Linked DNA regions of Sus scrofa: region 1 is linked to region 2. Evidence: chromatin contacts called from public HiChIP or PLAC-seq data. All regions are on one chromosome and are shown on one strand. Each heading gives the region's core, a stretch centred on a gene start, on an enhancer-like site or on the middle of the called end of the contact. The rest is flanking DNA. Distances are from core to core; before and after follow the strand shown.

The links. HiChIP or PLAC-seq counts read pairs in DNA pulled down with a chosen protein or histone mark.
Region 1: a contact with region 2 is called in an H3K27ac HiChIP or PLAC-seq map of alveolar macrophages. The contact joins the promoter of SLC13A3 here to the promoter of LOC100738769 in region 2. A contact is called at or near these places in 8 of 47 Hi-C or Micro-C datasets (embryonic fibroblasts, epiblast stem cells, fetal liver and 4 more) and 1 of 2 datasets of contacts at active chromatin or transcription factors (alveolar macrophages).

What each region holds. Positions count from the first base shown.
Region 1 is chr17:48,791,011-48,793,768 of Sscrofa11.1, reverse strand. SLC13A3 (solute carrier family 13 member 3) reads left to right here and starts at 1,489. Exons shown (of 13, transcript XM_003483976.4): 1 at 1,489-1,776. The coding sequence starts at 1,666. It also overlaps the pseudogene LOC100520157.
Region 2 is chr17:48,688,531-48,691,230 of Sscrofa11.1, reverse strand. It overlaps LOC100738769 (thyrotropin-releasing hormone receptor-like), which reads left to right and starts at 1,359. Exons shown (of 3, transcript XM_013985448.2): 1 at 1,359-2,700. The coding sequence starts at 2,517.

The DNA of each region.
Region 1 (2,758 bases), core at 240-2,739, 100 kb before region 2:
AAAGCCCAAAAGAGGAAGTACGTCCAAATAGACAGTGATGAGGAGCCCAGGGGTGAATTACTTTCTCTTTGGGCCATTGAACACCTTCATAAAAAGCCAAAGTCTGACAAGGAGACAAGACTAGCAACTGCAATGGCTGGAAAGACAGACCAAAAAGAATTTGTGAGGAAGAAGACCAAAATGAATCCATTTTCCAATTCCACAAATAAAAAGAAAAAACTGAAGAACTTTATGATGATGTGGTAGTCACTATGTCCGGTCCAGAAATAAGCGTTCTTTCCAAGAAAAGCAGCTGACACTACGAGGTACACTTTTGAATAAGAGAAAAAGAATGAAGTAACTTCCAAGGAAGTTTTCCATTCCAAGGAGAATGCTGAACTTGAGTCATTACTCTGAAAATTAGTAAATTAAGTGTTTATTGTAAATAATTAACTCATGGACTTAAATATAAAACATAAAACTATAAACTGTCAAACTTCTAAAAAAAGTGTGAGAAAATCTTCAGGATCTAGGGCTATGCAAAGACTTGGACACCAAAAGCATGATCTAGAAAAAAGAAATTTTGATAAATTTGACTCCACCCAAATTACAAATATTTACTATGTGAAAGGACTGTCAAGAGGATGAAAAGCCAACCTATAGACTGGAAGAAAATTTTTGCAAATAACATATCTGACAAAGGACTGGCATCTAGAATATATAAAGTACTCTCAAAACTCAACATCAGAAAACAAACCGTCCAATTAGAAAATAGGCCAACAACAGGAAGAGGTAATTTCCCCCAATGAGAATATACTGATGGCAAATAAGCACATGAAAAGGTGTTAAATATTGTTAGCTATTAAGAAAATGCAAATTAAAGGCCCCAATGAGATATTTCTGTACACCTATCAGAATGGCTAAAATAAAAAATAGTGACAACCCCAGTGGTGACAAGGATGTGGAGAAACTGGATCATTTATACATTGCTAACAGAAATGTTGTAGTGCAAACACTTTGGAAAATCACTTGGTGGTGTCGTTAAAAACCAAGGAAGCAAATACTACACAACGCAGGGTTGTGCTCCTCTGCATTCCCCCAGGCTCCCACCTTCAGATAACTCAACCATCACAGAAGAAAAGAAGAAAAACAGTTATCAACAGCAGTAACTCCCAACAGAACTTTTGTCTAGTAGAGACCATTATTATCATCTCCCCACTTTGTGGATGAGAAAACTGAGGCTCAGAAGCCTTTGTCAAGGCCACACAGCTAGTATGTGGCAAGCCAGTATCTGAACCTAGTAACCTACTCGTAAGTGATTGTTAGCACGGCCCTTTTCACAGGTGAAGAAGGAAAAGCTAAGCCATTTGCTCCAGACCGCAGAGCTGGAAAGTCAGGTTTAAACCCCAGGCCACTCTGCCTCGGGGCTGGAGTCCAGCTCTCTGCCTTCAGGGCGAGAGTCCGATTCTTTAGTTCTTGTGTGTCTAACTTTTCCCAACGTTCCTGCACTTCTTTCGCCCCGTCCCAGGGGAGCGGGCGCACCACCCTTTTCTTCCCGGACGCATAGGGAGAGGGCGGGACCCCAAGCGCAGTCTCCTCCCTAGGCCCTCCCCCAGGCTATAAGCCGGAGCCGGGTCCAGGCGCTGACAGTCCCAGGCTGGCCTGCTCCACGGGGCGATCGCACAGATGGCGGCGCTGGCGACAATAGCCAAGAAGGTGTGGAGCGCGCGGCGGCTGCTGGTGCTGCTGTTCACGCCGCTCGCGCTGCTGCCGGTGGTCTTCGCCCTCCCGCCCAAGGTAACGCCTCCTCTGCCTGTGCGCCCGCACATTCCGCCCTCTGGGCGGGTCGCGCCACAGGCAGGACCCTCTCCGCCTCCGAGGTCCCAGTCTAGAGAGACTTCACCAGACCTCCCTCGACCCTCTCTCCTCGGACTGCTGTGAATACCCCTAACCTAACCTCAATCCCCCTTTCTCAGCTGCTCCTTGGAGCCTGGGTCCCACCTAGCCTTCTGCATCCTCTCACTTTTACAGCAATGATTTCTCCTTATTGAGCTACAACTATATGCTTGGCTCTGTGTTGCACATTTCCTTTGAAAATCACAAGGAACGCTTGATGAATGCTAAGCAGTGTGACCTGGGGCAAGTCACTTAACCTCTCTGAACTTCAGTTTACTAGTTTGTAAACATGGAGGAAATGATAATGCCAACCCACTGGGTTGTAGCGAATATTAAAGGAGGAAATATATGCAGATCTCTTAAAACTGAGCCTGGTACACAGTTAGTGCTTGAGAATACACTGGCTGGTCTTATTCTAGGCACCTTACATGATAGGGACAGCCAACATTTCATAAACGTTTCCTGGGGCTTACAAAGAGCAGTGCTAAACTTTGCCTTAGGTGCATCATTTTATTTAATCCAGATTGAAAGTACCCTTCAAATGGGGAGGATTATTTACCCCCTCTTCCAGAGCAGAAAAGTGAGGCTCAGGGAGAAGGGACTTGCTGGAAACACAGCTGAGTGGGGAGTCAATCCGTGGTTTATCAGGATCCAGAATCTGAGCTGTTTCTAGACTCAAAGAAAGTAATCCCTAGATGATCAAAGGCTGCAGGCTGAGGTCAGGAGTGTCATGACAAAAATCACCACCAATGGGAGCGGGAAGGAGATGGTACTGCCGGTCCCTGTTGGGGTCCCTCACCTGTGCTCAGCCCAGCCGAGGCATCGTGGAAGGGCAACTCGTTAGACAAGGCTTCTACCTTCAGGAGTGGCTTCACTGTCCCTA
Region 2 (2,700 bases), core at 110-2,609:
GTGGATTGATTCAAGGTACATTTTAGAAGTAGAGTTGAGGAACTTGCTTAAGTAGTGGATGCCAGTGGTGAGGGAGAGAAAGAAACAATAACCTGGGAATAATTGGTTTTAGCAACTGAATGGATGTTTTACCACTGGTGCCTTTGCTAAGATGAGGAAGACTAGAGATGGATGAGGTGGGTTGTGGGAAATTAAAGAGTTCCACTGTGGACATTTGGTCCACTGCCAAGTACTGCCCCTTGCTGCTGGCAACTCAACAGCTCAGTGAGGCAGGAGAGAGAGCTGGCCGACTTAGAAGGAGAGAAGCCCAAGGAGACAACTTGCAGTTCACATGGCTGAAAGTTTTGCTCTGGACCACTCTCGGGGACGACTGCCGTACCCCAGAGCCGGGAGGAAGCATCCTGGACTTAATGGATGTTTGCTTCCTTAGAAATGGCTGAGGTTGGGGTGGGGGCAGGGAGCATAAAGTTGGGAGTGTTGAGATTCTGCTTCTTCTTGGCCCTGGTTGCCTGACAGTGAAAATCATTCCTCTCTGGACCTAATTTCCTCATCTGTGAAATGGGATAATAATACAGGCCTAGCGAGGGCTGTGGGGAATAGCGATAATGCTTGTAAGGCACCTGCTATGGCATTTGGCTCCAGGTAGGGTGTTTGGTTACAGGTGAAGAACCCAGGGAACGTTGCAGAAGGGTGGTAGAGCATTACGGGTAAGAGTGGGAACTTCACAGCCAAGTTACTAGGCTCAAATCCTAGTAACCGCCCCCCCCCGTCCTAACCAATGTATCTTTGAGCATGTTACTTAACTGCTCTGGGACCCGGTTTCTTTGTAAAATGAGGATCTAGTAATACCTTCACTACAGGGTGTTGCGAGTGTAGAATGAAATAACACTTGTAAAGCACACAGAGCATCACCAGGCAATACTAGGTGCTTCAGATACACCAGACGTTTGTTTTTTAGAAAGACTGACACTGGGGACAATGGGACCCTCGTAGTGCCCCCCAAACACTCCCTTGCCAAGTTCCCTTTCATTTTTTGTCCATTTATCAAACACAGACAGCAGACTGCTCAGACATAAAGAGAGGGGCAGAGGGATATATCTATCGCGACTGTAATTGCCAATCCCTTCACCCCTTACCGCAGTCAAGCACAGCTAAACACTTTCTATGGATTTTCCCCACATCAATCATATGAGCCTCCCAAGGACACTCCGAAGTGGGCTCTATCATTATTATTCCATTTCACAGATGAAATAATTTTTCGAGCGCATAATGGATAAATCAACAGCACCAAGCAATTTCTCCGCATCTACTGTGTGCAGACACAGAACGAGGCTCCCTGAAAAGCAGTCTTTACGCCTTCTATGAAGCTTAGTGGGGTCCCCCCCCTCAGGAAGCTTCCTCTAGTGAAGAAACAAGTTTTTTCATTCATCCAGCTACCATCATGCACCTTTTCTGTTGCAGGAACTGAGCTAAAGGTTCCTAACATAATTGTGCCTGTGAGGTGGGGCCGTCTTAGAGAATGGAGGGTGGGGTACACCCTCCAAGAATTTACAAGTCTTTTTCAGGAGGAAGGAAAGAAAACTGGGGAAACGAATCAGGAGAAAGTAAAAAGGTGACAGAGATGAGGAGCTTAGGAAGACAGAACCAACCCACGTCTAGATGGGCAAATACCCTCCCCTCCCCTCAGCTCTGGGCCTTAGCTCCGTGTTTGTCAACAGCAGGGCTGAGGTTTCTGCCAGTGAAAACAGGGTAGGATTCCAGGGTTGTGTTGGGAAGCCAAAGGGTTGCCAGCTCTTCCCCCCACCCCATCCCCCGTGGCCCAGTGGAGCTTCTCCCAGAGAAAGAAGGGAGGGAGCAGGTGCAGAAGCCCAGGACAAAGGAGCTAGCAGGGCGCCAGAGACCACTGTTCCTGTTAGCATCCCTTCCCCACCGCACCCTGGGTCCCCCACCTGACCCCAAGTGCCCACGGTACGGAGCCAGGAGCTGGCGGAAAGAACTAGTGCTGGGCTGGGGCATCAGTGGCAACGACAAGCTAACTCCAGGAAAGGAGCCTGCCTGGGGTGGTCGCGGAGAGCAGAGCGAAGGAAAAGGTTGGCGGGGCGATCGGTCTCTACGCACCGCGCTAGATCGCTGGGAGTCCTGAGCCTCGCGAACCAGGAGAGGGGCGTCAAGAGCTGACTGGGCTCAAGCAGTCGGTCCGGTAGGAGGCGGCCTTCTGGTGTCGGGCTCACTGCCGAGACCCTACAATTCAGAACGCGCCCCTGCGGTAAACCCCACCCCGGGAAAGATCGCGCCAACTCCTGCTGCAAGTCGTCTTGCAAACTGAGCAGCACGAGCATTATTTCCCAGCGGAGCAGCAGGGAGAGACCCTGCACGGAGCTGGAGAAGCCAGTTCAGCTGGAGGCAGTTGCTGGACCTGCAGCTTCCTGAAGGAAGGTTCCCCGAGGGCACCTTTGCAGCCGGGAGTGATTCCCCAACTTGCTGCCGCCGTAGAGGTGCAGCGCGGACAGGGGCGCATGGAGAAACCCACCGAGCACCCCGAGCGGGTGAACAACGCATCGAGCCTGGGTCCCATGCCCCGCCCTCCATTGGCTGTACAGGCGGTGACCTTGACCCTGGTGCCCCTCGTGTGCACCGTGGGTGTGGTGGGCAACGCCATGGTAGTCCTGGTGGTGGTCCGGAGCCGCCACATGGTCACAT